Linked DNA regions of Mus musculus: region 2 is linked to region 1. A link is a contact called in public targeted proximity ligation data. All regions are on one chromosome and are shown on one strand. The core of a region is the stretch at or near the end of the contact, and the rest is flanking DNA. Distances in the headings are between cores, read along the strand shown.

Region 1 (7,344 bases), core at 2,243-4,742:
CAATTTCACAGATCAAGAGTAGATTCTTAGCTAAGATTTCTGTACCTTCCCACAGCTTTTACAAGTCTAGGATCCCTAGACTAGTCACAGTTTTTGTCAACTGACTGCAAAAATCTAATAGAATTTTTTCTTTTCCATAAGGTTCAATAATTCAATAAAATGGTTTCAAGAACTTGAAAAGGGACTATCCAGGTGATTATAGTCTTGTTATTGCAAGCAAAGCTATAAATCAGAACCGTCCACAAGAAGAGTCACATATAACCATCTTTCATAGAATCTGTATCCCTCAGCCAGTATGCAGCAATTTGTGTCAGGAAAGCTTCTGTCCTTCCAGGTTGTGTCCTTGAAGTTCATGAGCTTCGGTGTCCAAAGATTTCTATTAAGGCTCTATTATGTAGCATGATTGATTGAGCCATTAGCCAAAGGTTGAACTTAATCTCTAGCCCCTTCCATGTTGGGCTGAATGTCAGGGTACATTGAAATATTTAATCATATATTTCAATACTATAATTTTATACTCACAAATTTTGTTGCTAGAACATAAATTGATTTCTTTGTTATGAATGCTATGTTTTATCTCTTGCTTAAAATTGTCATTTGCAGTACAAAAATCACAAAGATATTCATGTGTACCATCTAATATTTTCAATTACTACATTTTGCTGGTTGATCCAGCTGAAACTTATTATTTCTCATTACTTTTCTGATCTCCTGTGAAATTAGATTATTGAGTTACTTAGCTGTTAAAATAATAACCAGATTTAACTTCAACAATATTAAATATCTACCATTTACGCATTTCTTTCTTTCTTTCTTTTTTGTGTTTTGGGGTTTTTGTTGTTGTTGTTGTTGTTGTTGTTGTTGTTGTTGTTTTTGTTTTTTCTCAAGATAGGATTTCTCTTTGTAGCCTTGGCTGTCCTGGAACTCACTCTGTAGACCAGGCTGGACTCAGAAATCTGCCTGCTTCTGCCTCCCAAGTGCTGGGATTCAAGGCATGCACCACCACTGCTTGGCTTTACTTTTTAAATACTAGGAATCATTCTGAGAACTTGACATTTTCCTCTCTGTATAAATCAATGATCCATCCTTTAGGGGCAGGCAAGACAGGACCGGTTCTAAATCATAAAGACCAATTTGAAGCCATGAAACTTGGCTCCAAGATTTGCTTTTAACTGACCCATTATATTATCTTCCAAACAGCAATACTGTACATTGAAACTGCTAGATTCTTTATCCTTAACATAACTCTTGAGGGTTTAGGATATTCTCATATTCAGAGGAAACTCTTAAGGAAGCCAACAACCTTAGAGAATAGTTTAGTAACCTGGGACTGTTTAATTTGGGTTATGCACACCCAGCCCCTAATAAGAATGCTCTTGGTATACTTGACCCTTCATCTGCACGTGTAATATACACACAGCCCTCTTCAAGCACTAAACCTACCAACCTCAGAAACCTTTCTATCCTCAGCCTGCATCAAGTTGCATGCACACCTATCTCTAAACAACAAAATAGATTTCCTCACACCCAGGAACAATCATATTTAGATAATTTTGGTTCAACTGTATTCCCAAAGTATCTGAGTCTGAAGAATAGAAAGCTTGCTGCATCCTGAACTGGTTTTGGCTGCATGCACAGTAAGGCACACTGCATAATTTACATGGAAAATCTATTTACCATTTTACGCGTTTGATTTTTAGGTGAGTTATGATTAAACTCTGATGCATTATGGGTAGGAACATGGGCAATAAGAAAAAAATGAATATATGACCTTTTCTGGCATTTAAAATATACAGCCACCCAACTCTGACCATTTGTAACTAACTTCCTTTTCTTAAAGCCCATAAAAGGAAGCCTTAAACAATCCCTGGGTTCTTTGAGTGTTCTCATTGGTGTAGCTGTTGTCAATCTTTACAATGTACACTTTTTTTGCCATTCCTTTGCTCAAAATAGTGTTGTCTCACTTCTTTTGCAAAATCTCTTTGAATGTATGTTTTCAGTTCTCTTGGGTCCAAACCTGGAAATAGTTGACTGAGGGCCAGGAATTAATACGATGTAACATTAATACACCTTTGATTAGTTCAATTAAGAATAAATCTACTTAGCTACCCTTGATGTTTATTTCTCTTTATGAGTAATCATCAGCTCTTGGATCCAATTTCACATATATTCATTTAAGAAATAAATGGTTAATTCTCCATTCACAGACTATATATCCAAGGTCTCATAGTCAGCCAGCAATGAATAATTTTTTACATCAGTCTCTTCTCTGGAGAGATAGGTACACTAGATTTTCTGGCTGGCACCCTACTTGGCCAATCTATTCATGGATAATTTTCTCCTACTAGTTTCTCCCTAGTGAGAAAGCAATGTGCCCTGCATGAAAAACCAAGAGACAGTAAAGCCATCGGAACCTCCAGGTGCTAAGAATAGCACTATTTACCCAGAAGATTGAATTTAGAATTGGAATTCTATCTAATTTTCTACAGGAAACCCTAAGCTGACCTGCCCTCTGAATCAGTGGCTGGTTTTGTTTTTACACAATATCTCACCCACCACAGTGTGAGTGTATTATGGCATTCTTTCTGAGGAAGACTGCCTCAGAGGATGGCTGGAGAGAAGGAATGGAAGATATGAGAAACTCAATCAGCAATAATTATGACAACATTCTTTCATCAGTGCTTTCTACATGTCCCATGTTGTCATAGAGGTTCAAATTCATGATCACAATCTCACAGCTCCTTGAGTGTGGATTAGCCCCATCATACAGTCTAACTTGCTCACAAAAAGTATAACTAGCCCAGAGCTAATCACTTCAGCAACTCATATGAAGTGGGGTTTCTTCATTGTTGTGGTCTTCTGTCTGTCTGACACCAGAATGCCAGCTTCTTTCTCAGTTTAATGCTGTTCAGTGGTAGAACTGTCAAGGCTGGTGCTAGAAGGAGCAACAAAGTCAGACATAGTGCTGTTTATTTGAGAGTCAGTAGGAAAAACACAATAAGGGTGGGAAGCTGTTTCTTGCTTTTCTTTTTCTTTTTAAACATTTAATTAATTATTTTATTTATTTACATTCCATCCATTTCCCCACTCCCAGTACCCCCTCCCATAGTTCCTCATCCCATTCCTCCTCCTCCTTGCCTCCAGGAGAGCTTCCCTCACAAACCCCCATTTCACTGGGGCCTCAAGTCTCTCAAAAATTAGGCATAACTTCTCTCACTGAGGCTAGAACAGGCTGTCCTCTGCTATATATGTGCTGGGGGCCTCAGCCCCCGTATGCTGCCTGGTTGGTGACTCAGTCTTTGGGAGCTCCCAGGGCTATTTGAGACTGCTGGTCTTCTTATGGAGTTGCCCTCCCCTTTATCTCCTTTAATCCTTTCCCTAATTCCTCCATAGGATTCCCCAACTTCAGTCCAATGGTTGGGTGTAAGTATCTGCAGCTGTCTCAGTCAGCTGCTTGGTAGGGCCTCTCAGGGGACAGCCATGCTAGGCTCCTGTCTGTAACCACATCCTAACATCAATAATAATGTCAGGCCTTGGTACCCTGCCACGAGATGGAGCTCAGGTTGTGCCGTTCATTGGACTCTTTCCTTCAGTCTCTTCATTTTTGTTCCTGCAGTTCCAGGGACAATTCTGGGTCAGAAATTTTGACTGTGTGTTGGTACCCTGTCCCTTCACTTGGGACCCTGTCTATCTACTAGAGGTGGTCTCTTCCAGTTCCCTTTCCCCACTGTTGGGCATTTTGGCTAAGGTCACCCCCATTCAGACCTGGGAGTCTCACTCATCCCAGGTCTCTTGGACTTTCTAGAGGTCTATCTCTACCTCCCACTTCCTGAAGCTGCATATTTCCATTCCTTCTCCTGGCCCTCTGTGCTCCTCTCCTGTTCCCCACCCCCATACCTAATCCTGTTTCCCTTTCCCCTCCCCCTCCCCTTTTCCACTCATATCCCTCCCTCCCTCTTACTCCCTTGGTTAATTTGTTGCCCCTTCTAAGTGGGATTGAAGCATCCTCACTTGGGCCTTCCTTCTTGTTAAACTTCTTGTGGTTTGTGGGTTACATCCTGGGTATTCTGTACTTTTGAGCCAATATACACTTATTAGTGAGTATATACCATGCATGTCCTTTTTGGTCTGGGTTACCTCAGTAAGGATGATATTTTCAAGTTCCACCCATTTGTCTGCAAAATTCATGATTTAATATCTGAATAGTACTCCATTATGTAAATGAGCCATATTTTCTGTACCTATTCTTTCACTGAGGGACATCCGGGTTGTTTCCAGCTTCTAGCTATTATTAATTAGTCTGCTATGAGCATAGTGGAGCAGTGGAGCACACGTCCTTGTGGTATGATGGAGCCAAGGAGTCGTATAGCTGGGTCTTCAGGTAGAACTAATTCCAGTTTTCTGAGGAACTGCCAGATTGATTTTCAGAGTGGTTGTACCAGTGTGTAATTCTATCAGCAATGGAGTAATGTTCCTCTTTCTCCTTTCTGGTCATCCTTACCAGCAGGTTCTGTCAATTGGGTTTTTGATCTGAGCCATTCTGATTGGTATAAAGTGGAATCTCTGGGTTATTTTGATTTGCATTTCTCTGATGACTAAGGATGTCGAACTTTTCTTTAAAAGTGCTTCTTGGTCATTCAGGATTCCTCTTTTGAGAAATCTCTGTTTAGCTCTGTTCTCCATTTTTATATTGGGTTATTTGGTTTCTTTGAAGGTTGCTTTCTTGAGTTCTTTATATATTTTGGATATTAGTCCTCTATCGGATGTAGGCTTAGTGAAGATTTTTTCCCCAATATGTAGGTTGCCAATTTGTCCTATTGGTGGTGTCCTTTGCCTTACAGAAGCTTTTCAGTTTCATGAGGTCCTATTTATCAATTGTTGATTTTAGAGCCTGAGCAATTGGTGTTCTGTTCAGGAAGTTTCTCCCTGTGCCAATTAGCTCAGGGCTCTTTCCTACTTTCTCTTTCATTAGATTCACTGTATCTGCTTTTATGTTAAGGTCCTTGATCCACTTGGACTTGAGCTTTGTGCAAAGTGATAAATATGGATTCAATTTCATTCTTCTTCCTATAGACCACCAGTTAAACCAGCACCATTTAATAAAGATGTTTTCTTTTTTATCCACTGTATGATTTTGGCTTCAATCAACCAGCACTTCAGAAATCTCCTCTAGTTGATGAATATGGGCTGTGGAACGGACAGCCAGACGTGGAGATAAGGAAAGACACTTAAGCCTCAAGACATCACTTTTCTGATCTCAAACTAGGATCTGTTACTTGTGGCACCCTTGAATCAATGATGGAATTTTATATGCAGAGACTAATGGAATGGAAATAAGTAATGCAATGAAGTTAAGTATAGATAATGCAGAACTAGACAGCCTCAGTGGAAGATCCATGTAACATTCCTGTGATAAGGCCCTGGGACAATACTTCAACTCTTTATAGCCCATCCCTGCCCCCCATCCCACTAACTGGGAGAGATTACAATACTATTTTACAGGGTCATCAGGGATATAAAGTAATGCCAAGCAGAATGTAGTCACAACAAAAGCAGTTACCATTGTTACTATTGCTGCAAAAACAAAAACAAAACAAACAAAGGAACAAGTCTGCCTGGCATGATTGGTGCTCTGTACTGCAGATTTCTGAGGCCAGGTAATCTATCAAGTTAGATCTGGGCCAGCCAGAGCTACATTGCTAGACCCTGTCTCACATAAAGAATAGATGCCATTCTATTCCATCTAGGAAGCTTTCAAAATACCACAGTAGGACCTTGCAGTCTTCAAGATGCTCTTTAGATAAAGTTAAGCTTTCCTAGGCTCACTGACTAGTCCTGCCTTCCAAAGTTGGCCCCAACCCTATGTAGTGCTTCCTGTTAAAGAGTGCACAATTAAACCTTCTTTGATCCACTTAGATATGAGCTCCCACTGATTAATTTCTAGTCAGTAGATGGTCTTTCACTATTTCATATGTTCTCTTAACCTTAGGCTTTGTTGGGAAGAGTGGTTTTTTTGAGGCAACAAGCCTCTAATTTAATTCTAAGAGAACGAAACCTCAGCAATTTTATTTTTATTTTTAAGAGCTTTACGAAGAAAGCTATTGCAGGTTTAGAGATATTGATTTTATTTAGAACCGAATATGTATGAAAGCAGCCAGAGTGCTCCTGGTATAAATTACTTTGATATACTGAGTACAAAAGCAAGAGCAATTCCTTTCTCACTTTTAGCTTTTAGTGTTCAGCAGAGGGGTGTTGATTTATACGTTTATTCATTTCAACCAGAAGTAGACTGTGTCTAACTCCAAAGAAGAAGAGATGCTGGCCCATGCTGGATGGACTTGTAGGAGATAGAAAAAAAAAATAGGTAGGAAGCAAAAGAGCAAGAGAGGAAGGAAGCAAGAGAGGAAGTTCTAGTTCTGCACAATGTGGAAGAAAATAAACAAAAACTACAACAAAGGATGGAAAAGAATTCCAAATAGAATTCAATAAACAGTTTTCTAGGTAGTTAGGGACAATTTTATATAGCAAAGTATAATTACATAAAGCATTAAGCCCTCCTCACTGAGAAACAGATAAAAGGTATGTAATATTATAATTCAGTCTTTTGCAGGTTCCATGTATCTCTTTTATACCCATGGAAAGGACACTGAAAATGTCCTTTTCAAACAGTAGCAGTCCGGATAACTTTATTCACTGATTTGAGAAAGTTATAGGAAACCTGGACATTTACCTCAAAGTTCTGTCTCTCACACCATGAGGCTGAAGTGGCTTGTCCCTTCCCACTATGTTCTATGAATTCTTGAATATATTTCTCAATTTCTATACAATAAAGCTTTGGAATTCTGGATCAAAAGGAAACAAGAAGATGTTGCATTTCTGGGCTTTTCCATTTTACCCAGATTGTTTCTTTGGGATAGAACCAGCCTCTTCACAAAGGTCTACTAGGTCATGTCCAGCTGAATCAGAACTCTCCCACTTCAGTACAGTCCTTCCTATCCCCTTCACAGTTAGGAGTTACAGCCAGAGTTATAGCCACACAAATTCACCTCTCATCCGTGAATACACTCTTATTTCCCCCTCTCTGTTCTCCTTCATGTAGGTTTTTCTTCTTCAAAGGCAACCTCTCCTTGCAGTATTCCTGGAAAATTCTGACTATTTTTAAGCTCCTTCTTCAGTGTCTTCTTCCTTGGGCAGAGTTCTGATGGCTCCCTAAGATGCAGATGACTCTCAGGAAGCCAGTTGGATACACAAGGTCTGGCTGTCTAGAGGGACAGATGGCATGCTGCTTCCATAGTGGAACATTGCTGGGATATTGACAATTTGCTGGAATAGTGTACTTCACAA
Region 2 (7,344 bases), core at 2,478-4,977, 600 kb after region 1:
AGCCAGGTAGCTGGCCTCACAGTAATTTAGAGTGTTCCTATATCATAAGTCCCTGCCCAGCATGCCTGTGGTCCTTACCATCTCCACCCTTGCTTGGGTTGGGGTTTTCTGGAGTGTTCAGAGGCCGGAGGGGAATGATGACGTCATCCACATTGACCCCTTCTTCCCCATGCTTCTCAGAAACGTGGGTCACGAGTTCTGACTGATTTGGTGAGAAAAGATTACAGCATTTACACATGAAGATGGCTGTGTTTTCTGTAAGAAAAAAATTACAGGGAGTATTGTTACTTCTCTGACACATAAACAATGATTACTACAAAGAACAGAGAAAGAGAGAGATGGGGGGCGGGGGCTATTTTATTGTCCACTTCCTGCAGACTGTTCCCTTTGCAGATACCTCAGGTGGGCATAATGACAATATTCTTTTTTCCGTATTTCAAAACTTTCTGCTGCAGAGACCCACCCAGCAGGCCAAACTCCAGAAAAGCACAGTCAATGGAAACATAACTGTGGTTTAACATGGAAGTTAACCTCAAGCCAAATCCTGCTCTCAGATGAAGGGAGAGGCACACTGCGGGTCACATGGAATTCTAGCCAAACTCTCTCAGACCAGGTGCAAGGAAGCTCGGCCAAGGCAATGCTTCCCGAAAACTAAGACCCTTACAACAACTGAACTGAATGGCTGGCTCCTGCACCCAATGGGGCACAAAAGCTAGGAATGCACTGCTTTTATTTATTTATTTATTTATTTATTTATTTATTTATTCATTTATTCATTTATTCATTTATTTATTTTTTTATTAACTTTATATCCTGATCACAGCCCTCTTCTTCCTCTCCTCCTAGTCTCACCTTCCCACCCCTCTTCCCCAATTGCTCCCTCCCTAGGTACCAATCTACCCTGGCACATTAAATGCATCCTCTTCCACTGAGGTCAGACAAGGCAGCCCAGCAGGAGGAGAGGGATCCAAAGGCAGGCAAGCATCTGAGTCAAGGACAGCCCCTACTCCAACTGGTAGGGGACCCACATGAAAACCAAGCTGCACATCTGCTACATATGTGTCCAGTCCGTGCATGTTCTTTGGTTAGTGGCTCTGTAGGTCCTCTTGTGGTGTCTTTGACCCCTCCATCTCCCTCTATCTTTCCCAATCTTGTCCATAACTCCCTGAGCTCAGCCTAATGTTTGATGTGAGTCTCTGCATCTGTTTCCCTCAGTCATTAAGGAAATACAAATCAAAACAACCCTGAGATTCCACCTCACACCAGTAATAATGGCTAAGATCAAAAACTCAAGGGACAGTACATGCTGGTGAGGATGTGAAGAAAGGAGAACACTCCTCCATGGCTGGGGGGATTACAAACTAGTACATACACCCTGGAAATCAATTTGGTAGTTTCTCAGAAAACTGGGAATAGTTCTACCTCAAGATCCAGCTGTAACACTCCTGGGCATGTACCCAAAAAACGCTTCACTACCCCACAAGGACACTTGCTCAACGATGTTCATAGTTTTATTCATAATAAAACTATCATGGATTTATTCAGCTTTATTCATAATAGCCAGAAACTGGAAACAACCTAGATGTCCCTCAACTGAAAAAATGAATAAATAAAATGTGGTACATTTTCACAATGGAATACTATTCAGCTATTAAAAACAAAGACATCATGAAATTTTGCAGGCAAATGGATAGAACTAGAAAATATTATCCTGAGAGAGGTAACCCATATCCAGAAAGACACACATGGTATTTACTCACTTATAAGTGGATATTAGCCATAAAGTACAGGATACCCATGCTATACTCCACTGACCCAAACAAGCTAAGTAACAAGAAGGACGAAAGGGAGGATGCTTGACTGTTACTCAGAAGGGGAAACCAAACAGACATTGGGAGTAGACAGAGGAAACTGGCTCAGAGTGGGGAGGGGGAGGGGAACTGGAGTGATGATTAGGTATGGGGAAAGCGGAGGGGGGGGGCGCTGTGAGAGAAAAGGGAAATTGGTGTGGGATAGGGGAGGCCCCTAAGAAGGTATAGAGGTGACCCTAGCTGAGACTCTTAGCAGTGGGGGATATGGAGCCTGCGGTGGCTACCTCCTGCATAGCCAGGCAGGCCTTTTTTTTTTTAATATTTTTTATTATTGCATATTTTCCTCAATTACATTTAGAATGCTATCCCAAAAGTCCCCCATACCCTCCCCCACCCCACATCCTTACCCACCCATTCCCATTTTTTAGCCCTGGCATTCCCCTGTACTGGGGCATATAAAGTTTGCGTGTCCAATGGGCCTCTCTTTCCAGTGATGGCCGACTAGGCCATCTTTTGATACATGAAGGGAGGGGGACACCAATCCATCCACAAAACCTTCAACACAAAACTTGACCTGCCAGGGATAAAGACAGAGCAGAGACTGAGGGAATGGCCGGCCAATGCTAGCCAAACGTGAGACTCGCTCCATGAGAGAGAGTTAACCCCTGACTATGAATGATACTCTGCTTTGCTTGCAGACAGGAGCCTAGCATAACTGTCCTCTGAGAGGCCTCATCCAGCAGCGGGTAGAATATGTTGCTCTCTGCCACTTAATTCCTATCTAAACATTGTCACTGTTCATAACAAAACTAATTATTCCTAACACAATATTAGGTAAGAAGACATAAAGAGGAGAAAGAATTCACATTTCAATCTGATAAAAGAATTATAGATACAAATAAAATCATTATATTTAGGACTCAAAAGCCATTACAAGGCTTTTGGTTGACATTTTCACATATCTACTGAAATGGAGTAACTGGTACCATACAAAAGACCATGGCTTTTCAACCAGACTCCCATCCCTAAATGGATGAAGCACCTTGGAGAAGTTCAGGTACTCTCTCGGCAGCTGATGTCAGGGCAGAGAAGGTCAGTCAATACCTTCCTGGGTAGCAAATACCAGGAGATCCCACCATGCTCCAAGGCTATGTTTCAGCTGCCTTCTGCCTTGCCAGATAGCTGGAAACCACACACTGCCTAGTGCCCCATGGGACTTACATGTCAGCTCTCAGAGCTGGGCTCACACCCACCAATACCCCAGACCTCTAGGCCCTTGCACTGTCCTGTTAAGTAGGAACTACACGTCTCTCTCAGTTTACCTTTCTGCTATTTCACTAGATCCAGCCAGAGCAGCTCCTTCCCCACAGACCCATGCCCGGCCTGCTTCTTCCCTCACCTATGCCAGGGCACTCTGGCTGATGTTCATGTCAGAATCAGCACAACCCTGGCGCTCTGGTTAGCCTCACTCTGGTTAGCCTCACAGGCAGCTGCAGGATTGTGGGCTCTAGGACATGGGACAGTGCAGATGCCATGAACTGTGTCATTTTACCTTTAGAGAGACAGTGCATCCCTTGTTGCCTTTATCCAGGAAAGCAGGCCACTGGCCACATCATGCAACGGCTAGAGCACGCAGGCCCGCCCCTCTCACCCACTGAGCACCACTGCTCAGTCACTGTTGCTTCGTTCTGAAGCTCATCCATTCCTTCCTTCCTACTGGAGCTCTCCCGCGGGCCTGCAAACATGTCCCTGTCTCTTTTATCTGAAAATAAAAACCTCTCTGATCCCCACCCTCCTGCTCCATTTTTCTACTTCTCTTTGAAGCAAGAAAGAAAATATGAGCACCAGGGTGAGCAGCCACACAGCACTGCTGGCATAAAGACCAAAGCCAGCCAGGTACAGGAAGTCACAGGAAGGAGACCCTCCCTGGACTCACAGGAAAGATCTCACCACAAACTACCAAGGGACTTAAGTGCCTCAGAGATCAGTTCCTACCAAATATGTGAAACAGAAATCTAACCTAGCAGAACACTGCTTTGTCAATAAAACATTCTCCTGAGTACTATCAGCCGATACTTCATCTTTTCCAAGCAAGGTTTAATTCTTAGAGAACGAGAAATGTTTTCCAGGCAAGGTGTTGCCTTTTAATAACGCTTTTCTTTCTGCATAGAAAGAATGCTTTCTATGTTTTCTCAACGTGATTCTTGCTGATCATGCACATATCAACATGGTTTAGGCAGAAACTGGCTATAATCCCCAGCCCACAAGAGAGAAAACAGGCTAGAGTAGCAGTAGGACCGGAAGCCCGATGCCTTATGTATTGGTTACTCCTATGGTGTGTTAAAACACCCAACAAAAGCAATTTAGTGAAGAACGACTTTATTTGTCCTCAGCTGGTCACACTGCCAGTCAGCAAGCAGAGACAACTGTTTAGTTCACTTTCTCCTTTTTCTTCAGTCTGGACCCTAGCACATGGAACGGGGTCTCCCATTGTTAGAATGGGTCTTCCCACTCAGATTAGCAGACTCTGGATTATCCTTCAGAGATATGATATAGGTGACCCTAGGTCCTTTACAATGGACAGTATTAACCATTATACCTTGATAACTGGTTTTGACATGGATATGTGAGGCTAGAAACCACGAGCTGAGCTCTACCAAGTTACAGCTAAAATACTCAGGACATCTACAGGACTAAAGCCAGCCATGTCTGACACATACTTAAACATATAATGACTGACTAACAGGCTATTGACAAGCCCTGACCCAATCTGTGGATACAAGGATGACTCTAGTCCCAGGCCTGCAGAGAGGTGAACCCTCAATCCACCATGACACAGACAACACAGAGCCACTGTTTCTTACAGTTTGCCATGGTGTAACTTCCCAGCCAGCCTCTACTAGTCTAATGTTCCAACATCATTTCCCAGACGTTCTCAGAAGTCTGAGAACCTTGTGACATTTAGCAGTGAAGAATGTCTGGGGACCACAGAGTTATAAGACCTCTCTCAGTTCAAAGGCACAGTAAACATCATGTGGAGATTAAACAAATATGATGACTCTTTGGAAGACAGCTCCAGAGAGGGCCTGGGTACCCCAGGGTGACACCCAACTCGGCCATCTGCTATGAATTAGCATGAGCTTCCCCTATACCCACTGCGTGGTCAGCTGTTGGGCGGTAGACTATGCCTGCAGTTCCGAGTGAGGACAAACACAAGCCCTGAGACCCAGAGCCATGCCCAGAAACGTGGGTTCGATCAAGCATGAAACAGGGCTCAATGAAAAACCCTGGACCAGAAAAGGCCACTGGGACAGAAATTTCTCAGCAGGGAATGAGACCAAGAGACAGGTCCTAGAAAACATCACATGGGATGGTAACTCCCAGAAATTGGGGTGTTAAAAGAGCAGAGACTTGGAGCCCCAGGGTGTGGGGAGGTCTGGGGGGGTGGGGGGGATGAAGACATCCTCTTGGAGACGGAAGTGAGGAGGATGGGGTGGGGGGTGGGGGGGAATATAGAACAGTCGGAGGGCGGACCCGGAGGGAGATAAAGTCTGAACTGTAAAAAAGCTTAAAGAATAAAAAGTGAAAAATAAAAGAGCAGAGCAGAACAGGAATTAGTATGGCTGAAAGCTCCAGCAGTGATGTCTTCACTCTCAGAGCTAGGCCCCAGTCCCTCACTCATGTGCTACCCAACTCTCTCAAGTCCTGCCTTGCTGAGAACCCCCCCCACCCCCCACCCCACCCCCCGCACCAGTCCTCTGCAAATGGAGGGATTTGTTTACCTACTGCAGCAGAAAACAGCAAGAACCTGAGCTGCATGAGGAATCAGAAAACAATGGGGTTGGGGGAGAACTGGCATGATATAAGAGGTCACTAAAGGGGTCTGCCAAGAACAGAGATGGGCATGAAAGTGGGATACGCAGGGCTGAGAGAAGAAACACACCAGGCAGAACATTGCTTGTGATCGGAAGTGGGCAGCAGAGGGTAGGCAGGTGAGGGCCTCTGCTCCGTTACTAACAACGAAATTATGTCTTCAATAACTGCCTGCCCTAGACACCCAGGACAAAGCGCCGGGCATACCCTCTTGAGCACAGGCCTCCAACATAGGTGAGAGAGCACTTCTTGAAGATGTTTTTAGAGCCATGCATGAACAGCAAAATGCCAAAGCATTGAAAAGAGGCATTGTATTATGCTGTACACCCCCAAATGTTAAGGATTATTAATACACTAAAGTAACAACAGAAGAACCACTTCTATTTCTACAGTGGCCAGATATGAAAAGTGTATCTTATATCCTGAAATATAGTCCTAATTATGTTGTCAGCCAGCTCTGATGAGGATGTGATAATTTGGATGCATTTTGGGGTCCAATTACTATGCTCTCCTCCTTAACAAAAGACCTCAGAGGAAAAATGACATGCTCAGCACAAGGAGACCCACTGCAAGCAGTCTGTGCATGAGCATGCAATTCCCCTGAATTATCTCTGCACTGTTCCAGAGGAAACCCTTCCGATGCTGGTATATGCAAGTCCTCATTCTACATTCTGAGCTAAGGAGCAGCCAGGTCCTCCGTGGACCTCTGGCCTAAACTGCCCTAGGAATGCTAAGATGAACAAGGGCTCTGCCCCAGCCCTCCCAGAAGGTGACCATGAACTGGACTGTGAGTCTGGGGTTTCAAAGGATAATTTAGTCCCTATGAAGAATATTCTGGCACCTGACACACTAACACCCTCTGCTGTTGTTCCTGGTAAGTCCATTTGGCATAACTAGATTAAAACAGGCCTCTGGCCTCTGTGATCTCAGCCCTTACGCCGCCAGTGCCTAGCTTGAAGAGGCCATTGACTACAGAACTAACAGTGAGTTCATGCCCATTGTGAAACAGTGACAAATGGAATCAGAGGCAACAGAATCACTGAACACTGCAGCGCATCTTCAGACCTGCTGCACATCAAGTCAGAGGAAGACAGAGAAGCAAGGAGGATCCTTCTCGTGTCCTTAAGGGCCTTTTCCATCCTTTCAGGGGCTCCCATGCTCTTTCCAAATCCAGACACAGTATGGGGAAGAGAAGAAGAGACAAGGGGTGTCACCGACATGAGTGGTGTGGTCAGGAGCCCTGGGTGAACTCTTATAATATTCTTTCTTACAGGAATATCCTTAGGGACATGTGCCTGTCTACACTATCTTGTGAAGCTCCTCAGGCCTGGCTGTCAGGATTCCGGGACTCCCTCTGGCTGTCAGGACTCTCAGGAAAGAGGCAGACAGACACATGTGCCTGGGGCAACACACAGCACACGACTAATTCCTACATCTTACCCTCTCCTGAGGATGGTGCAAGACTGACATGCCCGTCATCTACAGCCTGTCGGCCTAAGGAGGCCAGACTCTGAGAACGCAGACCATGGCGAGAGGGAGACCACTGCTGGCGAACTTTTCAACACTCCAGACTCCGAACTAACTCTCCTGAAATTGATTCCATCCACATGAAATTGACTGAAATGAAAAAGACTTAAGGCTAGCTAGAGGCCAGACAAGA

The links.
Region 2: a contact with region 1 is called in a targeted proximity ligation map of pro-B cells, with 9 times the contacts expected there. A contact is called at or near these places in 6 of 484 Hi-C or Micro-C datasets (the C10 cell line, the HPC-7 cell line, the N1E-115 cell line and 3 more) and 3 of 130 datasets of targeted methods (bone marrow-derived dendritic cells, large pre-B cells and pro-B cells).

What each region holds. Positions count from the first base shown.
Region 1 is chr15:67,623,614-67,630,957 of GRCm38.p6, forward strand. No RefSeq gene overlaps it. Among named protein-coding and RNA genes, the nearest start is that of 1700012I11Rik, 400 kb to the left of the region's middle.
Region 2 is chr15:68,224,689-68,232,032 of GRCm38.p6, forward strand. It overlaps Zfat (zinc finger and AT hook domain containing), which reads right to left. Exons shown (of 16, transcript NM_001145888.1): 2 at 79-255. Among named protein-coding and RNA genes, the nearest start is that of Zfat, 30 kb to the right of the region's middle.